Regions from separate parts of the Canis lupus genome. Here region 2 is linked to region 1. A link is a contact called in public Hi-C data. All regions are on one chromosome and are shown on one strand. Each heading gives the region's core, a stretch centred on a gene start, on an enhancer-like site or on the middle of the called end of the contact. The rest is flanking DNA. Distances are from core to core; before and after follow the strand shown. Region 1 holds the start of DAD1 (dolichyl-diphosphooligosaccharide--protein glycosyltransferase subunit DAD1). Region 2 holds the start of MMP14 (matrix metalloproteinase-14).

Evidence for each region. Hi-C and Micro-C count contacts between places; a contact is called where the count stands out from the background.
Region 2: a Hi-C map of blood shows a contact between it and region 1, with 2.9 times the contacts expected there. The contact joins the promoter of MMP14 here to the promoter of DAD1 in region 1. A contact is called at or near these places in 2 of 9 Hi-C or Micro-C datasets (amygdala and blood).

What each region holds. Positions count from the first base shown.
Region 1 is chr8:3,106,683-3,111,052 of UU_Cfam_GSD_1.0, reverse strand. It overlaps DAD1 (dolichyl-diphosphooligosaccharide--protein glycosyltransferase subunit DAD1), which reads left to right and starts at 2,534. Exons shown (of 3, transcript XM_038544147.1): 1 at 2,534-2,862. The coding sequence starts at 2,652.
Region 2 is chr8:3,304,842-3,309,211 of UU_Cfam_GSD_1.0, reverse strand. MMP14 (matrix metalloproteinase-14) reads right to left here and starts at 2,433. Exons shown (of 10, transcript XM_038544150.1): 1 at 2,329-2,433. The coding sequence starts at 2,433. The region is part of intron 2 of SLC7A7 (Y+L amino acid transporter 1); the gene reads left to right.

The sequences.
Region 1 (4,370 bases), core at 1,285-3,784:
AGCACTGGGTGTTATTCTGTATGTTGGTAAATTGAACACCAATAAAAAATTAATTTATAAAAAAAAAAGATTACGCGGTTTGGGGACTCAGTCTAAGGGTCCATTTTGGGCCTGTGCTTTTCTTTTTAACACAACATTCCAGCCATCCTGGTATTGTTATTTCCAAATCATAGAAAAGGAAAATGAGGGCTGCATGACTAACTTGTTATGGATCAGGCAACAGCAGAACCAAGGTTCAAACCCAGAACTCTGACCCTAGAACCAGCACTCTTATCCATTTTTCTGGATGTGAATTTTTACATATATTCTGATTTAAACTGTTGAAATCAATACTAGTATTAGCAATTTCCTGTTGACAGATCAGTTAAAAATATTTCAGCGATTATAGAATCATAAACTGAACACAGAACAAGACCTTTTCTTGCTGTTTTAAGTAGTCCAGAAAAACTTTAGTTTATTATATATTGATGTTTGACTTTGCAGGTCTCAGAAAAGGATGCACTCAGTAAGTGAATTAGTTATTTTTCATCTCTTTTGCTTTCCCTCTTTGGGAGTTCCTATGGAGATGCTAATAATGATAGTTGACACGGATCAAAGGCAGATACAGCATAAGGGAGAAACTGCTGGAAGGAGCCTGGCTGATGGAATAGAAATCCCCTGAGGAATCCACTCCTGAATGATTAAAAAGCATCAGCGTAGCCTTTAAAGTCTGATGTTGAATACTTGGTGAGGAAGCTACTCTCCTACTTGCTGAAGAAGCAGGGAGGAAGGTTCAATTTGTCAGAGAAACTGAAGCTTCTTGCCTTATTATATTGAAATAGGACCTAGCCTGGTTATTCACTGCTCCCCTCCTTTTTTTTCTCAGCAAGCTAAGAGTTTAGGCTGAACTTAAGTTAGCAGTGCAAATCTCTGTGAGTGTGAATATGAATCTTTTTCAAATAGATTGTAAAGCTTTCTGAGGACATGGATTATTTCTCTTCTTTCTAGAACCTAAGCAAGGTTTTGCTCATCAATGCTAATCACTATAATTGTTGACGCTGACATAGTTTCCACGTTAACAAATGAAGGACCCTTGAAGACAAGGAATTTTGCTTTAGCAATTTTGATAGAGTACCTAGGATAACTCAAAGTTGTTAACAAGGTTAAAAAGCACCTGGTGGGCAGCCTGGGTGGCTCAGCGGTTTAGCGCCGCCTTAGCTCAGGGCCAGATCCTGGAGACCCTGGATGAGTCTCACATCAGCCTCCCGGCATGGAGCCTGCCTCTCTCTCTCTTTCTCATGAATAAATAAATAAATAAAATCTTAAAAAAAAAAAAAAAGGCACCTGGTTACGTGCGACCTGCAACTGAAAGATGAGAGAAGGAGAAGCAGGGCTGGAAGGTTAGATTAATGTGAAATTAAAAGGGCAGAGAAAGGGACGCCTGGGTGGCTCAGCGGTTGAGTGTCTACTTCGGCTCGCCATGGAGTCCCACATTGGGCTCCCTGCAGGGAGCCTGCTTCCCCCTCTGCCTGTGTCTCTCATGAATAAATAAATAAATCTTAAAAAAAAGGGCAGCGAAAGCCAGAAATTAAAGTGGATCTGATTTTTAAAGTTAAAACGCTAAATATGTTATAAATATATAATGGTAATTCCATTTGTTAAAACGCAAAACCATAAACCTTCAGCCTCCTCTGCAAAAGGTGCTGGAGGAGGTAGGGTTTGAACCAGGCAATGCTCCTGTGTGCCTTCCAGCGTAGCGTCCTGGGGCACTACACCGGGTTCAAGATGCCAGCTTGTGAGCAAAAGGTTGCTTAACCCGGTCACCCCCAGTATGCAGGTTAATCGACTGTTTTCACTCAGTCCCCGCCCCCAGCAAGACCCCCCCCCCCCCCCCCGGACGGCACCTACAGTTTAGCACAGCGCCACGAGGCGCCCAATAAATATTTGCTGAACTAATGAATGCCTGCGGACTTGGGGTTCCCTGTGTACCGCGCTTATTCGTTAGCGCTCCCAGGGACAAATCCCAAGTCCCGCTCAGGGCCAGGTAGAGGGCAAGCTGCCTCCCCCCATAACCCCGCCTAAGCTAGTGCCTGCGCAGCGATTAGCAGCGGTGGGTCTTTCTGCGGGCGGACGTAACTTGCTCTAATCATCTGGGGCAGGCATTTGCCCTTAACAGAGCTGGGGCTGCGTCGCGACTGAACCCCGAGGACGCCAGGCGTTGCCTCACAGTAGATCCAAACACTCAATCTTTGAAGACGCGGGTGGGCCAAAGAAAGCCGGAACCCTCGGGTGGCTACGCTGTCCTTTGTAAAACCTGTCCCCCTCTTCCTCCCACAGTATCCTGTTGCTAGAGCAACTGTGGGCGTCACCGACCTGACCACGGAAGTAGGACGGAAAGAGCACACGTCTCCGGCCCAGGGACGGATCAGATCCACTGCGCAGGCGCCTTAGCTTTAGCAGGCCGTGGCCCACGTCTGTAGATGTGCTCTGCGTCTGCGCGGTAGTTGCTTCGCGCCCGGGCCTGAGTACACGCCTGCGCAAAGAGGCGACTCGGGGCGGGCGGAGCGGGGCTGCAGAGGTGCGCAGGCGTCAAGGCTACGGACTACATCCGGGGTGGCCGTGGCTTTCGCCGGGCGTTCGGGGAGCGCAGGCCGAGAAGCGAGTGTGTAGTCATGTCGGCGTCGGTAGCGTCGGTTATCTCGCGGTTCCTAGAGGAGTACTTGAGCTCCACGCCTCAGCGCCTGAAGCTGCTTGACGCGTACCTCCTGTACATACTGCTGACCGGGGCGCTGCAGTTCGGTTATTGCCTCCTCGTGGGGACCTTCCCCTTCAACTCTTTTCTCTCGGGCTTCATCTCTTGTGTGGGGAGCTTCATCCTAGCGGGTAATGGTTCTCTACGTAATCGCAGTAATAATGTGTTTACTTTGGTGCGCTGCTTTTCCTCCCTCGTCACTCTCTTTTATAGCAGATCACCGCCCCGTGAAGTCCCGAGAGGAGCCTGCATTGCCCTCTTTTGTGAAAGGGGAAATTGAGGCTCAGAAAGGTTGCCACAAGCCTGATTCTGGAATTCTGGAGAAACCCGCTTCACTCCAGGAAAACTCCATTTCAGCGTTCACTTCGGCTTTAACATACCTTTAAAATGGGTAGAGCTTTAAAATGGAAAAGCAGACTCCGAAGTATCTCTCTCACCTCGACCTAATCACTGCTAACCGCTAGTGAAACAGTGTAAGAAATAGGAGCATAGGTGGTTCGCTTGTTGAATCAACCTTTACTTGACTTTGGCTTTCAGCTGCTCCTACTTCTTTCTTGTGGATAAAGCTGTTGTGTCAGTATCCTGAACTCCGTTTTTATTCACAGAGCTCTATTTTAGCAGTTATTATTCTGATTCCCAGCATTTGATACGTTGTAGACTGCCGTATATAACAAAAGCTGACCTTTCTTGCCCAGTAGGAACTCTAGTGAATGCTAAGTTCAGCCTTGGCCCATGAGTTAGCCTGGCACCAGGTGGGCCCTTCCAGTCACTGGTATCGTCTTCTGTCTGATTTTGAGAACATGTTAGAATCCATTTTTTCCCCCAGTGTGATTATTATCAGACCATCAATTGTGTTTTGAGTCTAACAGAGGGTACTAGCTTTGGAGGTGCATCAGGTTTCTGTTTCTTGTCCTCAGTGAATTTACAGTCTATTTGGGGCAGAAACAAAATACAGCATTAGAATTGCTCATTTATAGTGGTTCTCAGCTTATAGAGCTGTAGAATGCTTTTTACACAAATGCTAGCTCAGACTCATACCAGAGATACTCCACCTTCTTTCTCAGAACTTAAAATAAGCCTAAGGACTTAATGACTTGTGTACTAGCCGGTCTGGAGTTGTAGAGTTAATAGCCTGTGAATTGGATGTTTTATTATGATCTTTGGGTTTTGTCCTAGATGACCAAGACTTGGTTCTTTGTGGCAGCATCTGGGCTATCAGGAGTTCCGATGTTACCTCCGTCATATACACCAGATAGCCTACCCTGTTTGCTCTGGATATCAGACCTTCTACCCCATCCCCCTGCATCCCCCCTTTGCCTCTCCCGCCTCCCCCAATCCAGGGTGCTTGTAACTAAAAATTGTATTATCCAGACCGGAGAAGGAATTTTGAGAACCTCTAGTGACTTCCATTTGATGATTTTTGTCTTCCAGGTCTGCAAGAGTAGGAGTGGGGTGGGGCCTAAGTTGATTGAAAAGAAAGTTTCTTGCTGAAGTCACCCCAGCTTCATAAGCCTAAGGTTAAGAATGCCTCCTCAGGGCTTACATGGAAGACTGATTTACTGAGGAGTGGGTATGGACTACAGTTGTAGATTAGTGTGATAAAAGCAGAAGATTTTCTTTTGAACAGATAATTTTTTCT
Region 2 (4,370 bases), core at 1,184-3,683, 200 kb before region 1:
TGGAGCTGGAAGTCAGGAAGACTTAAGCCAGGCTCCCTCAGGCCTCAGGGAACAAAACTGAGGGGAATTCTCTTAGGCCAGAATGACAGAATGGAGGGTAGCAGAGAAGTGAGGAGAATCCAGATCCAGGAGCTCTGGGATAAATCCCTCTCCTTGATGAGTTTTCCAAGAAAGTAGGCAAGTCCAAGTATTCACACCCACAATATCCACCCCATACACAACAGAGAAAAATGGAGACTTAGGAAAGAAAGGAACTTCCCTAGAGTCAAGAGAGCCTCATGGCCTGGAAAGGAAATACCCCCATCCCTCTCCCCTCAGGCCTAGGCTCTGAGCAAAGCAAGAACCACAGAGAAGACTAGGAGGTGAGGATGGAACCACAGAAGAGAGGACTCTTGTGTCTGTGGCTGGGTGGGGGAAGGGCTGAGTGCCAGACAGGCCATGGGGAGGAGAAGGCTGTCCTGGAGCTAGTGCAGGACTCTGGAGGCCTGGTGGGAGGGACCCGGCTGCCTGAGGCCTGGCCACCCCAGCTCGCCCTCTAGATTGGCCTGGAGAGGGAGCAACTATGTTAGGTCAAAAAACTCAGTTGGCTCGCTTTGTCTTGAAAGCTGAGTGGTCTGAATTTATTCCTAGGGGAAAAGTCCAGAGAACCCCTCCCACCTCTGGCCTAGGAGTCCTGGAGAAGGTGGGTGGGTTGGGGGGAACTCTGGCACTCCAGCAGGCCCTGGATCTGAGCCTCTGGGCCTGCTCCTCCCTCCCTCTACCTCCCACCCCTCCCTGGCCCAGAAGCAAATGGTGGTTCTGGCACTGGGACTGCCCATGACCCACTTAAAACAGAGCCAGGACTGCTGCCCCTCCCCTAGGGGGCCTAGTGGGGCAGGCGAGGGAAGGCAGGGCAGGCAAAGTTGGCAGTGGGAAGCCCCCAGATGCCCAGGCTTCTTTTGTTAGGACCTCTCCTTGCAGGCCCCCGATTAAGACTCTAGGCCAGGAGAGAGGATGCCTCCTCCTGCTGGACCACGTCAGGTTTAGACCAAGGGCAGATTTGCACTCTCCTTGGTCACCCCCACTCCTAGGGCCACACTTTTCTTTTTAGCCTCAGATCCCCTTCGGGACAGAGAGAGTGTGTTCTTTCTGGAGATGTTTCCTCCGGGGGTGGGTTGCCGGCCAGGACCAAGAGGGAGGAAGCCAAGTCCAGATCCCTTCCCCCTTCTGGGGCCCTTCCCGGCCCCTCCTGACCGCACCCAGGCCCTGCCGGGCTGAGTGGGTTGGGATGGCCCAAAATAAGAAGCTGATCAAATTCGTCTCCCACCTTCACCCCAAAATAAGAGAGAGAGAGAGAGAAAGAGAGGAAAGACGTCCCCAGACAACTCCCACGCGTCTTCCTCCCGGGCCGGTGGGCCAGCGTCGGGGAATGGGGAGAGGGGCGCCCAAGGCAGTCGGAGACCTGTGTGGTGCCCGGGCCGGGCCCTCTCCCCCGTCCCCGGCGCGAGGCCCTCAGTCTCCCCGCAATTAACACAGAAAAGCAATTAACAAAAGCAACAAAACGAGCCTAAGGGCGCCGCTGGGGGGATAGCGAGGGGGGCCGAGGGAGGAGGCGGCGGCCCGGCCGAGCCCGCTCACAAGGGGACCTTTGTGTGTACTGAAAGGCTGCCAGGGCGCCAGCCCCGCGACCCTCGACGACGCCGGGGCTCCGGCGGGCGGGTCACAGGGGTCCGCGCGGGCGCGGGCGCGGGCGGCGCGGCGCGGGGTGGGGGCTGGTACCGGTGCCGCCGGCGGCCCAGCGCCCACCCCACCTGGCTGCGGCTGCATCCTCGGGCCGGGCCGCCTGGAGGCGCGCCGCGCGGGCCGAGCGAGCCGCCGTCCTGCTGAGCCTCCCCGGCCGCCCCGGCAGCTGGAAGGTGGAAGGTGGAAGGTGGAAGCAACAACGGGCTCGCGCACACGCACACGCACGCACACGACGAGAAACCCGGGCAGCGCAGGGCTGAGCGGGGTCCAAGTATTTACCAGGCTCCCTCCGGGTTCCGGAGCTGAGCTCAGAGCCCGGGGCCCCGGGGCCCGGGAGGGTGGGGGTGGGCCCCTGCTATAAAGCTCTTCCAGGGGAAGGACTGGGAAAGAAAGTCGGCGGCGGCGGCGGGTGGGGGGTGGGGGGCAGAAGTTGGATCGACCGGGAAGTTTGGAGATGAAGAGGGAGAGGAAAGGAAGGGGGTTCCTTCGGGCGAAGACGCCCAGACCGCGAGCGCCCCGCTCTCCGAGGGGGGGCTGTACCCCTGCGGACCCCGGCTCGCCTCCCCGGCGGGGGCGACTCCCGGGGGGCCGGAGGAGCTCACTTACTTCGGGGCTGAAGCTGCTTTGGGCCGAGCTGAGGGAGGCGAGCGCGGTGGCGAGCGTGAGCAGGGGCAGCAGCCGACCGCCGGCGGGCCGTGGGGCAGGAGACATGGTCCGCGACCGTCCCGGCAGCCAGCCGTGCGGGCTCCGCAGCGGGGCCCAAGCCCTGGGGCGCGCCGCCACTCCCTGGGGGGCGCCTTTGTCTTCGGTGGGCACTGAATTTGGATTCCTAGAGCGCTGTCCCTTGGAGAAGGGGAGGATTGTTCTTGCAAGCGCCTGTTCGTCCCCTTTTCCGTTTTTTTGATCTTTCTTCTGCTTAGTCTGCGAACTGCACGACGAGCCCTCTCTCACTCTTCTGGTCCCTCCCTTCTCCCACAGCCTCTCCGCCCCCGCTCCAATGCCCTCCTTTCCCGGTGCGGACGTGGTTGTTTCAGCCTGAATCCAATTACAGCCAAGAGCGGGGTAAAACACACACACACACACACACACACACGCACGCACGCACGCACGCACAAAAACCCCTTAAGTTGCCTTTCTGTGGTGGAGGCTGCTATCTGCAAGGGTTGAGGCCACAGTTCGGGGGGGGGGGGGGTCTGGGGAGGAGGGACCCAGGAGACGGGATGTGGGAGACTTTCTCCCCCTAAGCATATTTTAGGTGGCTTGATTCCTCTGGTATTCAACGTTTGTCTCCTCTCAGAGCAGGCAAGTACTGGGAGGCTCAGTGGCTAGGGGCAGACGAGTTCAAAGTCTGGGATGCTGCTGGTGGGGGTCTTCCATATCCACCACGCCTGGGGTGCAGATTGTCTGCTGGGACCCGTGGCTCAATCGAATTGAAACTTTTGCCCCTTGTTCTTGACAACCACCTTCATCACTCTCCTGCTCAAAACATGCAACGGTAACGAAACCCTACTACCCACTAACAAACTCCACAACCACACTGGCTGTCCTTGTGGAAAAGACATATGCACTCCCTTAATTATCATCATTTGCAATCTGGCTGCTCCTTAAAGTAGAACTAGCCAGGGAGGAAAGAAGTGCAAGGCCATGGAATGTGGGGAAAGGCAAATCAAGTTTGGGGAAACTGTTAAGACCAGAGAGGTTGGGGGACACCTGGGTAGCTCAGCGGTTGAGCTTGATTCTGGGATCCAGGATCCAGGATTGAGTCCTGCATCAGGCTCCCTGTGAGGAGTCTGCTTCTCCCTCTGCCTATGCCTCTGCCTCTCTCTCTGTGTCTCTCATGAATAAATAAAATCTAAAAAAAAGTCAGGGTGGTGGTGGTGGGGAATCCCTGGGTAGCTCAGTGGTTTAGTGCCTGCCTTTGGCCCAGGGCATGATCCTGGAGACCCGGGATCAAGTCCCACAACCGGCTCCTTGCATGAAGCCTGCTTCTCCCTCTGCCTGTGTCTCTGCCTTTTTCTGGCTCTCTCTCTGGGTCTCTTGTTATTAAATCTTAAAAAATAAAAATAAAAAAGACAAGAGATTGGGAGTTCAGACTTTGGGGTTTAGTTTCCCCTCTACAGTTGGAAAAAGGCAGTTCCTTGAGGAGTAAAATCTTCAGGGGCCGACTCAGCTGAGAACAAAAGGTGGAGGTATGCAGGGAAGAGGGAGGGCCAAGAAAGGGGGTGGGAGAACTGAAGCCAACCTGACCTGGGGAAGAGAAACAGGTAAGAGGTTGAGAGCTAGAGCTGGAAAAGTAGCACAACAGAAGCAGGAAAAGTGTGGGAGACAGAAAACTCAATCATCAGCGAAATCTAAGATCCCAGAATTGCACTGGTCAGCGAGAGAGGAAGGAGGTAGTGGGGAGAAGAGTGGGAAAGAAAGCAAGGCCAGGAATAAAGGAAGCTGGACAGAATGTAGGTCAGGTAGGAAGCTCTAGCAATACTAGAGATCCAGGAACTTTTACAGGTTTGTGACAGGATAATGGAAGGAAAGCCCAGTGCTCTGTGTTGTAATGGGAGCAAAGGTCTTTTTCTCCCAGAATCTGTGTAATAGGAAGGGTTCCCCTGGGTCCTGGGCAACTAAGGGGTTTGTGGAGATATACGATAGAT